Linked DNA regions of Sus scrofa: region 2 is linked to region 1. The links are chromatin contacts, called in public promoter capture Hi-C maps. All regions are on one chromosome and are shown on one strand. The core of a region is the stretch at or near the end of the contact, and the rest is flanking DNA. Distances in the headings are between cores, read along the strand shown.

The links. Promoter capture Hi-C pulls out the DNA fragments that hold promoters and counts their contacts.
Region 2: a promoter capture Hi-C map of liver shows a contact between it and region 1, with 3 times the contacts expected there. The contact joins the promoter of DPY19L3 here to the promoter of ZNF507 in region 1. A contact is called at or near these places in 2 of 5 promoter capture datasets (fetal liver and liver) and 7 of 47 Hi-C or Micro-C datasets (epiblast stem cells, heart right ventricle, liver and 1 more).

Annotation. Positions count from the first base shown.
Region 1 is chr6:42,272,743-42,276,180 of Sscrofa11.1, forward strand. ZNF507 (zinc finger protein 507) reads left to right here and starts at 1,450. Exons shown (of 6, transcript XM_003127012.5): 1 at 1,450-1,631. The coding sequence starts at 1,496. It overlaps LOC110261352, which reads right to left and starts at 1,762. Exons shown (of 7, transcript XM_021097538.1): 1 at 1,233-1,762. The coding sequence starts at 1,762.
Region 2 is chr6:42,333,849-42,337,306 of Sscrofa11.1, forward strand. It overlaps DPY19L3 (probable C-mannosyltransferase DPY19L3), which reads left to right and starts at 1,615. Exons shown (of 19, transcript XM_021094264.1): 1 at 1,615-1,893.

The sequences.
Region 1 (3,438 bases), core at 200-2,699:
CAAGTGAGTTTGTATCCTGAGCTGAGATACTTACCGTTATCTCAGGAATTACTGACCTGTTTGAACAATGACTAGGTTTTACTGGATCTTCTTTTCACTTGATAAGTGAGAGCCCAAACTGCTTTAAGTACACCTGGAAGTCCCCGAGAGATACTTGTTTTATTGCACCTTTTTTTAAACTGAGTTTTGCAGATACTGCATTTTTTTTTTTTCTGCAAATTGCAGGTTTGAGGCACCCCTGCCCCAAGCTGGTCTATCAGTGCCACTTTTAACAGCGTTTGCTCACTTCGTGTCTCTGCCTCGCATCTGGGTAATTCTTGCAATATTTCTTTATTGTTATTACTATATTTATTATAGTGATCTATAACCTTTGATGTTATCATTGCAAAAAGATTACGACTCTGTGAAGGCTTGATGATGGTTAGCATGTTTTAGCAATAAAGAATTTTTTAATAAAGGCATGTATACTGTTTTGCAAGCACAATGCTATTGTACACTTATACAGTATAGTATAACCATAACTTTTATATGCACTGGGAAACCAGAAACTTCATGCAACTCACATTACTGCAGTAGTTGAGAACCAAATCCATAATGCCTGTATCTCAATGCACAAGTCCATTACCACGCCTGGAATCTTCAGTGTTTTTGCCCTGCTCCTACTGTTCACGGCCCACCTGCTCAGTCCAGAGACAAGCACCCTGCTGTATAGTTCCTACTATATAAAACCTGCCCACCATTCCTGAAGTTGGGTGGACTGCTTCACTCACACTGCATTTTACTGTCAGGCGGGGTACCAGAACAGGACTGCTTACGACCCTGGAGTGTACGTGGAAAACAGATCCAGACGACACACACTCTGAGCCCTCAGAGGACTGAGGCTGTGTTATTAAGTCAAGCAAGCTCCAAGTCTGGCCCTACAACCCCCAGGATGAGTTCATTCCCTGAAAACCCTCAATCTCTCCCACAAATAAATCTTCCAGGGCCAGCTTTGCCCCGCAGCAGACACACTTTGAGGTCCAGCCACGAACCTAGATAGCACCTCTGCATTTTGGCCAAGAACCGCAAAAAGATTATAACCCAACCCAAAGCGGTAACTAAGTCAGAAGCAGCGGGCTGAAAAGAATGTCAACGCCCACTGTTCAAAGGCGATCAGGTAGAGGCTAATTGGTTATAAAACTAGCCCACAGCAGGTTTGGAAGACATAGAGGGAGTCCAAAGTGAATACTCACTGACTTCTAGACCCAACGACCACTGAGAAGACAACGTCAGGGGTATTGGAAACGCGACAACCCGCACATGAACTCGGCCTAGGTGCCGGGCATTGCACTGAGAAGGCAGGATACAGTCTTCGCGCCGGCCCAGCCAAGCGCCCCCGGGATGCCAGTGGGCGGGGCCTGAGCATCGCCCCGCCCCCGCCGCCCGCCACTCGGGTCACCTGACCTGCCCGGGGCTCACGTGATCTGTTCCCAACGCCGCCATTTTGGAGCTCCCGATGAGGAAAGGAAAAGCGGGGGAAAAGAGGGAAAAGAGCCGGGAGAGAGGTGGGCGAGGACCCGGGCGAGGGCACGGCCAGGCTCCCGGCCGGCCAAAGGAGGCTCGCGGAAGCAGCAGCTGCCGCCCGACCGCAGGTACCGCGCCCCGGGGCCGCCCCTCCGCCCGCTGTTAGCGCCGCCGCGGGCCATGTGCGTCCTCCCCTCAGGCCTCTACCGGCGCCCGCTTGCTCCTCAGCCGGCCGACACGCGACCGGTGCTCGCCACATGCGCCAAGTTCCGTGGCTCTTTTCAGTTCCCTGTGCCGCCTACGGCAAGGCCTGTGGAGACCCAGGGCTTGCCCTGCAGCTGGGGGTGGGGGGAACCTCCCGCTCACCAGCCTGGTCCGCAGGCAGGCCCGCCGAGGCGTCGCTTCCTTCCCATCAGCAGATGTGAAATCGCTTTAGGGCAGCAGGGATGGAGCGAACAACTGTGTCCTCACTGCATCTTTTGATTACTTTTCTCAACCCCCACCGCTCCAGCCCTTTAGCCGCTGTTTGGTGTAGGAAAAGCTGGTACATAGAAACAGTCCTGGTCTTCTACAGCTATTTCGAACCTCTTCGATGAAGTGATCTCCCCAGAGATGACTGGAAAAAGCTCCCACCCTCTAACACCTGGGAGCTTCCGGAGTGAATGGTTTGTGTGTGGAAGGCCTGGATGATTAATTAGGCCGAGGCCACTATCCCAACCCATAGGCGATCTTTTTAGTTACTGCAGTGGGCTGTAATTTGCTATCAGTCTGATCTCCGTTATCCGGCAATTACTAGATTTATCACCTCTTTGAGTGTGTACTTTCTAAAGTATTCTGACTCAGTGTATGGGTTGCATCATTGATCAAAAGAGAAAGCCTGGCTCTACATTCCTTTACCTCACTAACCCGTTTAAAATTAATTCAGAGGAAAGCCAAATACGTGCTTTCTGCCCTGGCAGTGAACTGTTTACTTAACCATCATCATGAAGTTGCATTCTAGGTGAAAGGAATTCGCGTTCTTTGATCTTTTAGGTTCATTCAAGCTAACATAAACAGTAGCAAAGAAAAGTAGAACAGGGGCAAGAAACTGCATTAGAAGATATATAGGTCAGTCCACTGTGTCTTATCTTTTCAGGCTGCCATTCAGTTGTAAAATTGTTGGATGTGCAGAATCACCCTTTAGATTGTTTTTGGTTAAGGTTAAAGGGGCAATGTACAATATATTGTTTCTTCATTAGAAAGTGCTAGCAATCGAACCAGTAGGTAGTATTTTGAGTCAATTAGATAAAAATTCTGAGCTAAAACATAAAATACACAATTTATTGGAGAAGTTTCTAGAGCTGTTTTTTCTAACCTTCGCAAAATCCTGAAGTCTGCTTGTTAGGTAAATTTTGTAAATTTGTGTCACGTGATCTGGTTGCATGAGCATTCCTCTGAATTTCTTTATGACATGCAATATTGGGCAATTATATACTGAAAACAAACAAACAAACAAAACATTGCTTTGTTTCACCAAGAAAGAGAAATGTTTGATACTATATACTTTCATTCTTGGCCACAGCTGGATTTTGAAGATTGATCCAAGGGACTGTATTAATTTCAGGAATTGATTTGAAAGACACTGGCTCTGCCACTTAACAGCCATGTAACCTTGGGTAAGTCACTTAAACTGCCCTGAGTGTTTCCTTATTTGTAGAGTTGTGTAACACACTAGCCTGTCCCAAAGAGTTATGAGGCTCAAACACAGTAAAGTGTTTGATAGAGCCTAACTGTGAGGGACTGTTGCTCTTTCCAGTATTGATATTTTCATCCACTTTTCTGTTCCTACTAAGAAATAAGAGGAAAATTAGTGTATTGAGAAAGGATGGATTTAGAATCAGATAGGCCTGGATTCCAGTTCTTCAACCAGCTATTACTTTACATCTGTGAGCCTCA
Region 2 (3,458 bases), core at 365-2,864, 61 kb after region 1:
CATGACCGGAAGTCACTGGTGGCAAAAGCCTACTACCACTCACTACCCATTACCGCAAGGGTTGCTGTAAGAGAACTAGGGACTCATTCTTTTTTTTTTTTTGACTGTTCCCAGGCCAGGGATCAAACCTGCACCACAGCAGTGATCCAGTGCACAGCAATGACAATGCCAGATCCTTAACCCACTGAGCCACTAGGGAACTTGGACTCATTCTTAATTAACTTATTTATTCCCAAGACCTATCCTCAGTAGTGGACGCCTATTGCTCTCAAAATTTTATCTTGCTTGGTCAAGACATTTCATATTAAAACAAGCAGCTGCTAACAAGTACTTTTTCCTTTACTCAAGGGGTGTGTTTTACAACAGACTCATTTTTTTTCCCTAGAGTGAGACAATTTAAGAAAAAACTAATAAGGGGGGGAATTCTATTTATGGAGGAATCAATTCACATATGTATTTACTAAGCGCACAAATGTATTTTACGTAAGGCATCCTAAGGTGAAAGAGAAAGATTATAAATACACAGTTCCTGTTCTTAAGTCCATAACATGAAATAAAGACACCAACAATCAATGTTGAAACATGACAAATGCCATCTGAAAAAACAGCTGACACTTATTTTTATTAAAACCAACCAGCACCTCAACCCATTCTCACAATGTGTTTGTTATTAATAGCAACAGACACATAAAGGAGGAGAAAAATAGCAAACAAGGGTAACTAGGAAAGGCACCTGGCTGATGGTTGAAGTAATTCCTGGAATTAGACAGATGGGCAGTCTTTTCACAGGTGGAGGACCCAGAGGACCACTTCTTTACAAAAATCAATTAACATGTGCTCTGAGAATCTGCTGACAAAAGGCTTTAACCTACTGTTGTTCTTCGCAGTGTAATTAGCAAAGATATCCACGTATACAGCACAGCAACCGCCCTTAAAAAAGGCTTAGCCTGAGTATCGAGACGGAGTAACACAATAAATTCAGAGGACAGAGGAATATATTTAAGAAGACAAAACTGGGAAGAAGATAGTGACCTCCAACCCCCAAAGAGAGGTGTCTTTGGAGATGCGAAAGTATCTCTGTAGGACTCTCACTGCCAGTCGGTAAGCCTTCCAAGCACAGGTCAGGGTACGGGTGCCAGGACCAGGGGAGGGGGGCGCCCCGGGGTGCCCCAGGCCCTGCAACGCGGGAAGGTGGGAGACGTACGAGTGGCCAAACTGCAGCCATCCGTCGTGCCTTTACCGACCCCTCTACAGCCTTCAGCACAGGGGCACTAGCGGAAGGAAGTTTTTCGCGGCCATCGGCCCGCCCCACCCAACTCCCCTGGGGCCGGAGTGGTCCCGCCGCTCCCGCGGTCAGATCTGAGGCCACCCTTCCTCGCAGCCCGGGCCTCCTCCAGAGAGCCGCGCCTCCCGCTCTGGCCTAGGGGTGGCGGGCGTCTGCGAGGGTGAGGGTGGCCTCGGATCGGCGGTCGGTAGCACGGTTCCAGTGGCTCCGAGCGGGGTCCTGGCAGCGACAGGACTTCGCGGGTCTCTGCAGGATTGGCTGGTCTGGCGACCGGAAGTGCGCCGCTACCTTCCGGCCGGCGCCGCACGAGACGGGGCGGGGCGCCCCGGGAGGGGGCGGGGGGCCGCGCTGACGGACGGCTCCCATGGCCTATGGGCGCGGCCGCAGCGGCCCGGCCTCCCTGGCGCGCCCCCTCCCCGGGGCGGCTGACGCCCCCCAGCCCCCCATTTCCAGGGTGCTGCACAAAGCGCCGAGACTTACCGGGTCCTGGCTGTCCGCCGCGGTGCTTTGCAGGCGCTGGTGTGGCCCCGCCCCCGTGGCCCTCGGCGTCCCCAACTGGCCGGCCTCCTTCCCTGTCCGGAGCCGCGCGAGGACGGCCGAGGCCGCAGGTCTGTGACTGCGTGTCGGGCGGCGCGAGGGGATGTGAGGGCGCGAGGCTTCGGCGGCGGTCCCAGAGTGTCCCGCGGGCAGGCAGGCGGGCCGCGCTGCGTCCTTGCCTAGAGGCGTTCGGCCGAATCCGCCGTGCAGACCGAAAGCCTCTCGGACCGCCCCGCCGTTTCGCTCAGTCGGGGGGCGCGGCCCTGGCCCTCGCGGAGACTTGGGTCGCCTGGTGTGGGACCCGGCGCCCACTTGTCCGCCTGAGATGGGGGGGCCGGGGCCGCAACTCCGGAGAGAGCAAGTTTGCTGAGGGCGGGGCGCTTTCTCATTTTGGCCGCGCGGGCAGAGGGAGGGCCTGAGTGGTCTCCGGCCTCGGGGGCCAGTCGACTTCCTGGGTGAGCCAGGGCAAGTACTGAACTTCGGCCCCTCGGGGTCTGGCGGGGACCTCGGTCGCCGAAGGGTCGAGGTGCGGAGGTGAGCCGAATAACGTGCTCTGCAGCGCTCTGGGATGCCCAGTACGCGCTGTTCTTCTAAGCTGTAGAGAAAGAAGCACCGCTTTCATTTAAGATGGCATGCCTTGTCATTTGATGGGGAAACTTTTGTTTCGCAGGGCCATGTGATTATCACAGTGGGATTATCACGCATAGTTGGCCCTTAAATATTTGTTGCCCTTCAGTCTTAACGTGTTACAGTGTGTCTCACTTGTGGGATTTTTACAACTCTGCTCAGAGCCCTTAGAAAGGGCTTAAGGCCAGGACGAGGTAATTTGGGGATAAACTCATCTCTTGGACTTTGCCAACCCTCCTTTTCTCCCGCGTCTGTCCAGATTCTCCATTTTCGGTGCTCGCCGCTAAGTCTGTTTTGCTTCTCAGATTTTTTTTTTTTTTTTTGGTACGTATGAATGAATGAGTTAATTGTATGATGTTGATTGCTTTCTTCTTTTCAATAGAGCAACCTGTTTACCTTTAGGACTCTGTAAACTGCCCCAACAATCGTGTCCGGCAACCGGTCTTAATTAATAATTAGTTAAACGCTGTTCATTCTTCGCAGGAGTGATGCAAGATGTTCTGGGGGACTGTAGCCAGCTTACTCACTGCCACCACTCCCCCGCCTCCCACTTGCTGCTTCCAAACCAGGCTCCTGCTCCCTGCTGTCACTCCCACTGTTGCTCCCTGGCATAGCAACTGCCCTGATTGGCACACCCCCGCTGCCATCACCACTGAGGCATATTCCCGATTTTTCCAGTGTGAATTGTTTGAAAGAATATCGGTATCAAATTCAGATACCTGAGATAAAACAATATTTCAGGGAGTTCCCTGGTGGTCTGTCAGCTTCAGGATCTGGTGTTGTCACTGCTGTGTGTCAAGTCGTTGTTGTGGTGCAGGTTTGACCCCTGCCTTGGGATCTTCCACTTTCTATGGGTGCGGCCCAAAAAAACCCGAAACAATATTTCAGTTCTTCAGAATTAGGCTATCAACAATCTGCTAATTTACTTAACTGCTTAATGGTACCGTAGAAAATAATATAAAATTATATAATTATGTGACACATTGTATTGTAACTGCTATGACTGGGG